2 separate regions of the Athene noctua genome follow, and region 1 is linked to region 2. The links are chromatin contacts, called in public Hi-C maps. All regions are on one chromosome and are shown on one strand. The core of a region is the stretch at or near the end of the contact, and the rest is flanking DNA. Distances in the headings are between cores, read along the strand shown. Region 1 holds the start of COL14A1 (collagen type XIV alpha 1 chain). Region 2 holds the start of MTBP (MDM2 binding protein).

Region 1 (5,558 bases), core at 1,399-3,898, 170 kb after region 2:
TTTTTTGCTGCCCTCTCCTATTAGTATTTTATGGGAGAATTAAATTAATATAATTAATAGTAAATTTCTTGCTGTCAACAAAGAGTCAGCATTTGAAGGTTTACTTTGGTAAATTATGGTTTACGTATTTCCATGTTGCAGGTCCTTCCCATTTACCTCCTGTGTCATTTTCTCTAATACTGCCAACATACCATCATTGAATTTGCCTTTCATGTTTTCATTGTCTTCTGAGAAATGCACAAAGTGGTTCAACCACCACTGAATATAAAAGGCAGACTGAAGTACCTCCAACCATTATTAAACAAACAAGAGGATAAGACCTACATCTCCTTCACTCTTCAAGTATTCACAGTTTGCCAGTTATCCCAGGACTTGATAGGTCTACTGTTGCAAATCCCAGTCATAAATGGTCGATATGCCACCTCGAAATGTATAGGGGCCTTAATCATAGTGAATTCCATCCCCACAGGAGGTTACCCAAGTTTTAGCCAGATTTCACACTAAAGCATATCTTTTGAATCCATCTCTCACATTATAAATCCCTCAAGACAGAAGCAAAGATCTAGATCTAATAACAAAGATATGCACCAGAAAGTTATGTAACTGCTTCACCCAGTTCTTGGGACACATCCTCCAGGTGGAATTCAGAAACCCAAGGAATGTGCCCAGGCTTTCCTGCTAGATACTTGAACACAAAAGAATCAGACACCCAAGGACTAGATCCAGACGAGTCAGCACAGTCAGCAGGCAGTTGCCTAGTGACAGGCAATAGGAAGAGTGAAGAGAGGTAAGTCTTAAACAGTCTGAAATCCACCTCTTGTGTATCTCACATTGGGTACTGATGCTTCTCCTCTCACTCAGGAATACAACCTGTGAGCAAGTAAACATAGACTCTTCAAAGAACAGCATACAAACTCACTCTTCAGTGCAATCACCGCTGACGATGTGCAGATTTCTTTCCGTGTAGTAATTCAAACATTAAAACACTCCCTCACAGTGGTGGCTCAATTCCCCATCTGCTAGATTTGATATAAACTCTCCTGCCAATTAAGAGCTATAAATACCGACAGGTAGCCCTGTGTACAAACACTCTCTACTGCTGCTTTTATAGAAATGCCACTGCGCAGAGAAGAAGATTTGGGATACAGACAACTGGTGCTGGCTAAACTAGGCACAAGTTCACCTCCACGCTTCAAGGTTCACTTAACTAGGGAAGGCAAGCACCAGTCCGCAGCCACCTTGTGGCTGACATCGTCTGAGAATAAAAAGAAATACCCTATTCCTCCTGCTTTTTTTATGTGTCGCCTTTTATTAACTATTTGGTAAAACAATTATCTAAGAGAACAGCCCCGGCAGCAGAGACCAAAGCCTCCAAGGCAAGAGCCCTGCCCGGGCGGTGAGCCCCGCTCGCGACGCCTGCACGGGCCTGGCAGCAGGGCACCTTCTCCCGAGGGAACCACCCGCCTCGGCCACCTCCCCGCCCGGGACAGGCGACACGCAGCTCGGCGCTCCGCGCCGCCGCGGCACAGCGCCGGCCCCCTTCCCCAAGGCAGGCAGCTGGCGCTGCCCTCCCGCGTGGGGCCCCGGGGGTTATTTCTGCCCTCTCGGTGGCTCGTTATGAAGCGCCGTGACCCTGCGTCCACCCGCTGCCTGGGAACGGCCACGTTTCTCGGGTCGGCGTCCCGCCGGGCGAAAGGACGAGCACGACCTGCCCCGGCACCGCCGCGGCCTCGAGGGAGCGACCGGGCCCGCCGCCATGGCCGCCGCCCCCACACGGGAAGGGCGGGAAGGCGGCAGAGGGGGCCGGCGGCGAGGCGGGGACGCGGGGCCGGCTCTCGCAGACCCGCCGGCGCGGCCGCGACCCTCCGGGCGCGCTCCGTCCGCCTCTGCACAGCCCCCGCGACACGGCTCCAGGCCGCCCTGAGGGGCCCGCGCCCCCCGCCTCCACTTCGGGGCGCTCCGCACCACCTGCGCCCACGGGCCTCCGGTCGGAAAGCGACACCCCGCCCCCCAGCCCCCCGAGGTTAAGAAAGGGACCGCGGCGAGCTCGTTGCCTCCGCCGAGCTGAGGCGAGGGACGAGCCCCGTGAGACCCCCGGGGCTGCCCGCCGGCAGGGAGCGGAGACCCGCCGCAGCGGGGGAGGCCCGCCTGCCCGGGCAGTCCCCCGCTGCTCCAACACCCTCCCGGCGCCGGGCGTGGGGGGCCGCGGCGAGGCGAACAGCCTTGGTGCGCCGCGGGACGGGCGGGAGGGAGCGAGGATGCACCGCGGGGGAACGCGAGCAGCAGCCAAACCCTCCGTTTTAAAGTGCGACTGGTTATTTTTAATTACGCTTCTTCTCAAAAGTAAGATTTTTCCAGGAGTTCCTAAGGGCTCCCCCGCCCCGCCCCAGGCTCACCACTTCCCGCGCCCCCATCTCCTCCCTCCCCCGGGGCTCCGCTCCGGCCGCCGCGGGGGTGGCCGGGCAGGTGGGTGGAAGCGGCCCGGTCCTGCCCCTGCCCCCAGCCCGGAGGGACACGCAGCGGCGCTCACACCGACCTGTGCGGGCATCGGCGGGGCAGCCGCCGGCGGGGCTGCGGCCGCTCGTTTTCACGCGGGGCTGCGGGTGTTGAGGCGGCTGCGGGACAGCCGCTTCCCTCCCCTCTGGCCGCTCTTCCCCTCGCTGCGGCGCATCTGATAAGGCGAAAGGGTAACGACGGGAGGCGGGCAATTATAGAGCCGAAGGTGGAAAGAAGGGGGGAGAAAAAAGAGGCATGAGCGATGTCGGAGATCCAACCCCCCGCCCCCGAGCCCGACCTCCGCGGCGGGGGCGCGGCCAGGTGCGCGGGGAGGCAGGGCTGGGGGCTCCGGGCAGGGGAGGGGGGGATTTCGGGCAGCGTTACATGGTGTAGGTGCTGTGCTTCTCCGTGTCCTCTTGCTTCTGATTTTGCTGCTTTTTAACTCATTTTCCTCTCTCCGAAGTTCCTCATTCACTTCGTTTGAAATGATTGAGAAGGTGCCTATTCCGCAGCACGGCTTGGAATGCAAGTATCCCCCAGTGCCGGGTATTGCGATGTGTGGATTAATGATTCATCGGGGAAATATTTATATTAAAGTGTTCCAGCACTTGTCTGGCTTAGTATAAACCTTGATTAAAAGCATCGTACAGATGTACATTTTTGCCGTATGCATAGACACTGCGATGGGGGCGTAAAATTGCAGAATCTAGATTCACATAGAAATATGAGTTACCCTATGGTATTCCCTACTGGATTTACAGTTAAGACTACTACTCACGAAGCTTGTGAGTCCGAGAATTTAGGACGTGAATGAAAATATTCATTACAACGTGCTTGGTCATCTGTATAAAATTACAAATTAAATCACTGGAGGACTTGCTGTTAAGAAACAACATACATAGGTGAAACAGAGACATGCATCCCTTTCTTAATATAAGTAGGGCTCCCTTCTAGGGAAGGGAAGGCAGTAAGTCTCAGAGAGATGACTTTGACTAACTCTGTAAAGTAGGACCTTATGTTGTTGAGGAGGATTCCCAGTCCTGCAAACTCTTGTTCAAATTCACAGTGCAGATAGCTTTCCACTAAAACTACAGAAGTGTTTGAGCTTTAAAGAAACTAAGTCCAGTTGTTTTCTATAGCAAAGGTTAAAAAGCGTTCCTAGATCTAAAAAACATCTTCCAGACCTAGGAGTCTGGGACATCCTTTTGTGTTATTCTACTGCACCAGCAGATGTGTGCAATGGCCAACACTTGTATGAAGCAAGAAGAAAGTAGTTTGCAAGATAATAATTCCTCTGAAGCAATAAGATGTGCAGTTCATTGATGCTAAATGTGATACATTTTGTACCTTTTCAGTCCCTAATTTATGTATTTAGCTAAACAATAATATCCTGAAAGCAAGGAAGCTGATGCATAGGTCTATTTGCTCTTGAAGACTCGGCAATGTAGAGACATAAATCAGCGTAATCCATGACTGCTTGCTGGTTCATGTGTTTCAGGGCAGGACAAGGAACAGCCTGCCAAAGGGAGAGTCTGGCTCCCTTTTTCTCTCTTTCTTTTTTTTAAATTTATTTTTTTCACGGATTTGTAATGTATGCAAAGTCCACGAGCACCATCCTGTGGCTGCATCTAGTCAGAGTACTGGGACTCGGAGAAAAAAGTTCTTGAGGATCCCACTGACCAGTAAATAGATTCTGAAACTCTGGAGCCTTCAAATGACTTTATAATTTAAATTTTAATCAATTTTAATTTTTTACATCAGAAATTAAAATAATATTTTAAGTTCATGTAAAGTGTGTGTTTTCAAAGGTAATTTGGCTGAGTTTATCAATATCAATTTATTTTCCTGATTTACAATGCTATTTTTTTACACTATTGGTCCACTTTTTTGAGTGAATCACACGTTGCCTTTAAGTTTTACCCAGCTTTCTCTGAAAAGCACCGTAGATGATCTTGCATAATTACAAGGAAGAGCTCATGTTGTTCAAAAGTTCAAGGTAAAAGTTAAAAGGTGAAGCTTCCTTGAAAGAGTCTGTATAATTTGAACATCTGGAAATACAGTAAGATCACAGTATAAACAATATTAATGTACAAATGATTTACCAAGGTTTCCTTCCATCAAAAAAAAATCCCATATTTTTGAGAATAAATTTGCTGAATGTGAATTGGCCACATGAATTTACCTTCCACAATTTTGAATTGACCAAGCCTCAGTGATTTCAAAAGAACAACGATGATTTACAGCCACCACTTTTTAAAAGCATTCACACCAACAAGATGTGGACCATCCTTTGCTTGGCTAATACAGATTCCACAAAACTTCTATAAATAGGATTACATCGGAATGATATTGAAAATACAGCTGGAAATAATTCCATTAACCCAACACAAAACCAGAATTAGTGCAGGCTGGTGAGCTCAAAGTGAGCTGGGCTGAATATCTAATGGTACGACTAAACCAAGTATAGATTGCCGAAAGCAGCATTTGTGGGAACCGAACAGAAACCAAAGTAACGGATGTTTTTGGTGGCTGTGGAGAAGAATTACACTGTAATTATCAATCCTCACCTTTTTTTAATATCTTCTGCTTTTTAGAATATACTTAAAATTTTTCTCTGACTTTTTTGATATACTAATGAATGCAATGTTAGTTGCTATGCCATTTTTTACGAGACTTGGGAAGTGAGAATATCAAGTTGGGGGGATATTTTTAAATTGCAAAAAATTTAAAACTAATCAGGTCTTGTATTATTCCATTACAGCAATTTTTTTAAAGGTGACTAGTGTTTTTATCTCCTAAACTAATATGTCCTACAAAGAGATGTACATTTTGAATGACCTCTCTCCCCCAGCACCCAAAAACTCCAGTCACATTCAAAGATTTTGACTATGGAACATCCATTTGCATGACTTGGACTAGTCCATAGGCCTAATAACATTTTGTAGATTTTTTTTTTCTATTAAAAGAACTAAAGAACACAAAGACAGAGGTAATACTTGAGGTAAAGCATAACTGACTTTTGCTTTACATTTTGTAATTATTATTAAATATAATGGTACATA
Region 2 (5,747 bases), core at 3,088-5,587:
TGTTCTATGAAGCAAACTTGAATCTTTTGGGTGTGGAGGGGAGGGGAAGTGGAGGAGACCTTGCCAAGTATATTCAATATCCACATAATAATTTACAGCATGGGAAAAAAAACACCAACAAACTAGTGTGGTTTATAGAGACATATCATGGACTACTCATGTCAATTATAGGAGGATGGTAAGGAAATTACTGGACTTAATTTCAAAATTAATTTATAGTTTCAGTGTTAAGACTCCTCAGCAGCATACAGAAAGTAATAGAGTATTTATACTCCATTTTCAAAAGGGATAAATCAGACACTCTTTTTTTTCTCCCTGAAATGTAATACCAGACATAATATAAAATTTAAAGTAAAAGCAGCAGAGTTACGCATTCATCATACAAAAAGGGGAAAACTACAATCAATACAAGTTATTATGTAGCATAGTAAAACTTCAAAACATTGTATGCACACTGAAGCCACTAGTGATGGAATGAGAAAATATTTTAACTTCTGCTCTCACAGAAACAGGAACTTGGATTTTTGCCTGTCTGTCTGGTTAGGGCATGTATTTACAACAAATTAGCATGAATAATTCCTCCCCTCAAACAATAATAGAAGACAAATCCATGTATTTTCAAAGTATATATGTAAAGTACTCAGGACACTTTTTATTTTAAACCACTGACAGACAAACACAAAACAAGAGCAACCTTCTTTATAGACCTAAAATAAACGGCATACCCTTTAGAGTCATTTGCTGCAATAGTGATTTGTGCAGAGTGCCATTCTCTCAGGTGCTTCAGGGCACCGATAGCAGGTAAGCAGTCTTTTAACTTAGGTCCATCTTGTTCAACAGCCTGCAGTATTACATCAACAATTGCTCTGCCTATAAAAATAGTTAATATATGACTCAAAGTACAATTATTCAGTAAATGATTACATCATTTAGAGATAGAAAAGTACTGATTATCACTGACTGCACTAAAATGGGCTTACTTAAAGATCAACTTCAAGTAACTTCAGGAAGATTTAAACCACTTTTCATGCACTTTAGCTCATCTCTCGCTGCTCCTCTTAAGATCAACACGAAGTGTCTTGCTGTTCAGTTATAGCTGTCCTATACTTTTCTCCTCTCTCACTCAGCACTGTATCTGACAGATAGAGTTGTCTCCAGCACAACTATGCTATGCCATTTTCCTCCTTTTAACACGCTAGTTCTCATTCTTTCTGCATTCAGTTCCTCTGCTATCCCAAATCAACATTATGTAACTGCAACATTATGTAACCCTAACATGCAAGGTGATACGAGTTTCCAGTTCACAAAATATTAATCCAATAATTTTGATCTATGTTCCTTCACAGTTTCTTGGCTCCCATCCACCAGCAAACAGCTGGCAAATCAGATGTAAACCCCATGTCAACACCTTCCATTCTTTCATAAACTTCCTGTGGTTGCATGTTGAGTTTCATATTGCTTACTGTCTATTACTACTTTGGTGCCATTTCAGATGGAAAAATTAATTATATAGCTACCTTAAACTCTACTGAAATACAGCCTTCCAAACAAACAAGCAGTGAACTACTCTATAAGCTGATTTGCAATGCTATTCATGCTCAAGATCCTTAAACTACTTGCAAGGGCTGCATACAAGTTATTTCAACTAACAAAGTCACATCCTCTGTATTTTTCCATTTGACTATGATTTTACCAGCTGACTTTTTAGAGCAATAACTAACAATATAAACTCAAATGAGATTGCTTTTTTAAGAGAGATTACCTGGGGCAGGCAGTTTATCAGCTAACTGATGCAGACTTTCTGCAGCTTCATCAAAGATACTGAAAATGAAGAGCAACATGGTTGGAAACAAATTATAAACAAAGTAATTTAGAAACAAAAAGTTACAATTGACAAATACTGCCTCATGTAAGTATCTTACATCTTTAAAATTCTGTACAAACATACCTAGGCAATGAGATATATTTATCTCCCCTTTTACTGAGGCAGAAGTAGGCTAAACAACTTCAAAACAATCTGCAGTAAAACTGTAACTAGGATTCGAGACGGATTAGCAAGAAACTTCTTTTTATATGTATATAACTATCAGCTATTAGGAAACTGTTCAGTTATTCTGTAAAAAACATCTGTAGCTAAAAGAATGAAAGCACTATTGAATTAAACAGAATTATTTTTAGTAGTAGTAGCAGGCGATTGTTCATAGTTAACTGTTGCTTTGGTAATAACTTGTTAAAATTCCTTGATTCCCTTGGATTATTATTGTAAAATGCCAGATCACTGTACTTTCAATAAAAATAGTAATATGTATACTCAGTCATAGACAGTGAGTCTCTGCTGTTATTGTCATCTTCCTCAAAATTTAGTATGGCTCCCAGGCATTCGTCAGTACTTGTTTGGAGAGAGTCTTCATTTTTCTGTGTGTCAAAATTTATTTCCTCCCAGTCAGAACTGCAGAACTAATCAAACAAAAAGAATTAATTAAGCAAAAATAATTTTGAATATCAGAGTTTTAACTTGCAATAGAGACAGACAGACAGGAATTTATATTCGGAAAAAAAAGTCTTACCTGATAATAACCACATATAACATGACTCGCAAAATACCATTTCTTTACACCTGTAATACCAGCCACTGAACATGCTGCAAAGAGATAAACCAATTATTTAAAATAATCCACTACAATCTATTCTTCCTATTATAATGAACATCTCTGTTAAAAAAACTCTACATGAGTCATTTAACGTGCCACAAGACTTGAGTTCTGTTTTCCTTTGACATCATAATTAAGTTCTAAATGTATTAAGGTGTAGGTAAGTGTCTAGCAAGGATCTGTTACTGATCCTCTGACTTAATTATTAAGAAAATCTTTGATCTCTTCTCCATTCTGGGCAATATTGCTCTCCATTTGCAGAAGTTGTATCATACCTGGACTAAATCACAACTTTCATAAATATGGTTTACGCAGTTCACAAAATGAGATGCTCTCTCAACATTTCTATGCAATAAAAAGCACAGGTGTCAAAAACAGCTTAACATTCCCATCTTCATGAATTTTAACAGCTCATAGCCGTTTCAACAGCTGTGACAAGATAAGCCTGCATAGCTCAACACCAGATATCCAAACCAATTAAAGGGCTAAGAAAGCATTTTTTTAAGAAAAAACCCCTCAACACCCAACCCTAAAAGAACTAAAGCAGATATTCAGAAACCCATTTTAAAATGATGAAGTTATATAAATATTAATGGTTAGGGTTCTGAATTGACACCCGAAAGACAAATATTGCTGCTATTGAAAAAATCAGAAGATACACAGGAATAATAAAAATATCAAACTGCCCACTGACATGGGAAACAAGCCCCTTCCTACTCATCCTTGCTACGCTGGATTGAAATTTGTCAATCTTTTAACACCATTTTTATCACTTCCATTTCTTGTGTCCAATCTATTTAATCATCTCCTAATATCTCAGCTGCTCAAATTACATCAATTCTCCGCAGAAACAGTAGCAGCAATAGTTACATCTGCAGATTTATGCACACCACCAAAACTGTCTTTCCTTAAGTTTCTGACTTGTTTCACCTAGATCATAAAATGTACCTAGGCCAATTCCTTGATAAAATTTACCTTACTGTACGTACATTACTGTATTTACCTGGAAACGTGTTCACATCTGCATTTATGGATGAGTTACAGCTTTCTTTAAGGTACTGATAAACAGCTGAAGCAGTTCCAGCTGGGGAAAAAAAAAAGAAAAAAGTTTTTCTTAAAAACTACTGAATTACAGAAGTCTTGCTTTCTTGCAAATACAGCATAAAGTTCAGTTTAATATTAGGTGTTTAGACTTAAAAAAAAAAAAAATCAACCTGTGAACTTTAGATTTACAGGAGTTTAAAAGGACAAATCTTGTAAATTCTCATTGAAGTAGTGCACATCTCAGGGACGCTTTACCGAGTTACATAGCAGTGTCGCGATAAAACAGAAAAGCCTGTAAGTTTCTGAAGATTTAAGTCATTAAAGACTCTTAGCCTGAAAAAAAACCCGAGGGATTTAACGAGGTAGGGATCTAGAAAAGCCCGGACGAGCGCAGACCCCAGACCCGCGGCCATAAGAGCCCTCATGAGGGCAGGTCGGGCGGGCCCGGCGGCAGGCGGCTCCGCGCGGCCTCCAGCCCCCCCGGGCGCCTCCGGCCGCGGCGGTACCTGCTCCGCTCCCGGGGCCGCCCGCCGCAGCACCCTCGCCCCTGCGCTCCCCCCAGCTCAGGAACAGGACGTAGCGGTCCATGGCCGGGCGGGGACCGAGCTGGAGCCGCGGCCGCCGCCGCTCCGAACGGCCCGCGCTGCCGCCCTGGCACCGCCCCTCGCAGGGCAGCGCTTCCGCTTCCCGCCGGTGCGGCGGCCGGGAGGCTCCGCGTCCCTTCCCCTTCCCCTTCCCCTCAGCCGCGGCGGGAGAGCGGCCATGGCCAGTTACACCAAAGCGGCCCAGGTGAGCGCGGCCCGCTGCCCCTCGGGCCGGGCTGTGCCGGGGCGGCCGCTGCCTCCGAGGGCTTGCGGCGGCGTCGCCCCGGCGGCCGCCCCGGCGCAGAGAGCGGCCGTGAGGGAGCGGGCGGGCGCCGGGGCGAAGGGGCAGTCGGCCCCCAGGGGAGGCCCGGGGCGGCGGGCGGCCTGCCCTGGCGGCGGGGCGGCCTGCGCGCCGCTCTGCGCCCTGAGGGGCCCGCTGGCGGGAACCGGCAGCCGTCGGAGGGTGCGGGAGTGCCTGTGAGGGACAGGGCTACCCGCTGAGGGCGGCTCAGGCCGTTCGTGTTCATAAAAGTGCGTTTGGGGGAGTTTTCCCTTCACTGAGAGGGAAAGAGATGCTGGGTGTTAAACAGCCTGCCGTGAGTTTACAGGGCAGTAATGGAAGCTTGCTGTTGGCAGTAATGGAAGTTGGCAGTAATGGAAGCTTGCATCAAGAGATCTTCACTTCTGAAAGAAAACCCTCAGAGCTGTTAAACTTTTCAGTGTTGTTGCAGCCACAGACGTTGGAAGCACATACGGCACTGGCTGTATCGCAGCGTTCTCCATCCATTTAAAGGTTATTTGGAGGAGGCGTTCTTAATATTTCATCTAGCATTTTGGAGTGTCAAAAAAGCATCGATCTCATTAGAGAAGTTAGATTTATGTATAGTAGTGTGGTTTTTTACTATGTTAAGTACTGCCTCTCTTTCTCTTTAGCAATGGGCAACTTTTGCCAGAGCCTGGTACCTTCTCGATGCGAAGATGCAGCCACCAGGGAAGATAGCAGCTGCGACTGTAATCAGACTTGAAGGCAGGCATAAACCTATTTATCATGCACTAAGTGAGTATTGCAATAGATAAAAGCAAATTTGCTTTCCTTCAATAGCATTTTTCTTCTGATTTAAGTTTTAAAATCAAGCCTCACTAGCGTTTTTCTTCTGATTTAAGTTTTAAAATCAAGCCTGATACATGTTACATTTTTCAGTTGTTTGTAAATTATGAATATTTTCATTTTCCTTCTCATCTTATTCCTTCATACTCCTCTACAACCTTATGTCATTGTCTTTACCAGTCCATATGAAGGTCATTATGAATTCATAATTTATTTTAAGTAGCTAAATTGCAGTATATTGTGGTTTTATTTTTTTAAAACCTTGACATGTGTTTTGATGTATTGATTTTTAGGTGCAAAGATTTAAATCACAGTGCACATAACGGAACACTGATGTGCTGCTTGATTAGGTTTTCTGAA

Evidence for each region. Hi-C and Micro-C count contacts between places; a contact is called where the count stands out from the background.
Region 1: a contact with region 2 is called in a Hi-C map of heart, with 5 times the contacts expected there. The contact joins the promoter of COL14A1 here to the promoter of MTBP in region 2. A contact is called at or near these places in 2 of 2 Hi-C or Micro-C datasets (heart and liver).

What each region holds. Positions count from the first base shown.
Region 1 is chr2:15,062,565-15,068,122 of bAthNoc1.hap1.1, forward strand. It overlaps COL14A1 (collagen type XIV alpha 1 chain), which reads right to left and starts at 2,649. Exons shown (of 48, transcript XM_074898499.1): 1 at 2,537-2,649.
Region 2 is chr2:14,895,334-14,901,080 of bAthNoc1.hap1.1, forward strand. It overlaps MTBP (MDM2 binding protein), which reads right to left and starts at 4,338. Exons shown (of 22, transcript XM_074897585.1): 1 at 4,202-4,338; 2 at 3,655-3,735; 3 at 2,568-2,641; 4 at 2,312-2,457; 5 at 1,763-1,821; 6 at 726-870. The coding sequence starts at 4,283. MRPL13 (mitochondrial ribosomal protein L13) reads left to right here and starts at 4,377. Exons shown (of 7, transcript XM_074898500.1): 1 at 4,377-4,484; 2 at 5,213-5,336. The coding sequence starts at 4,458.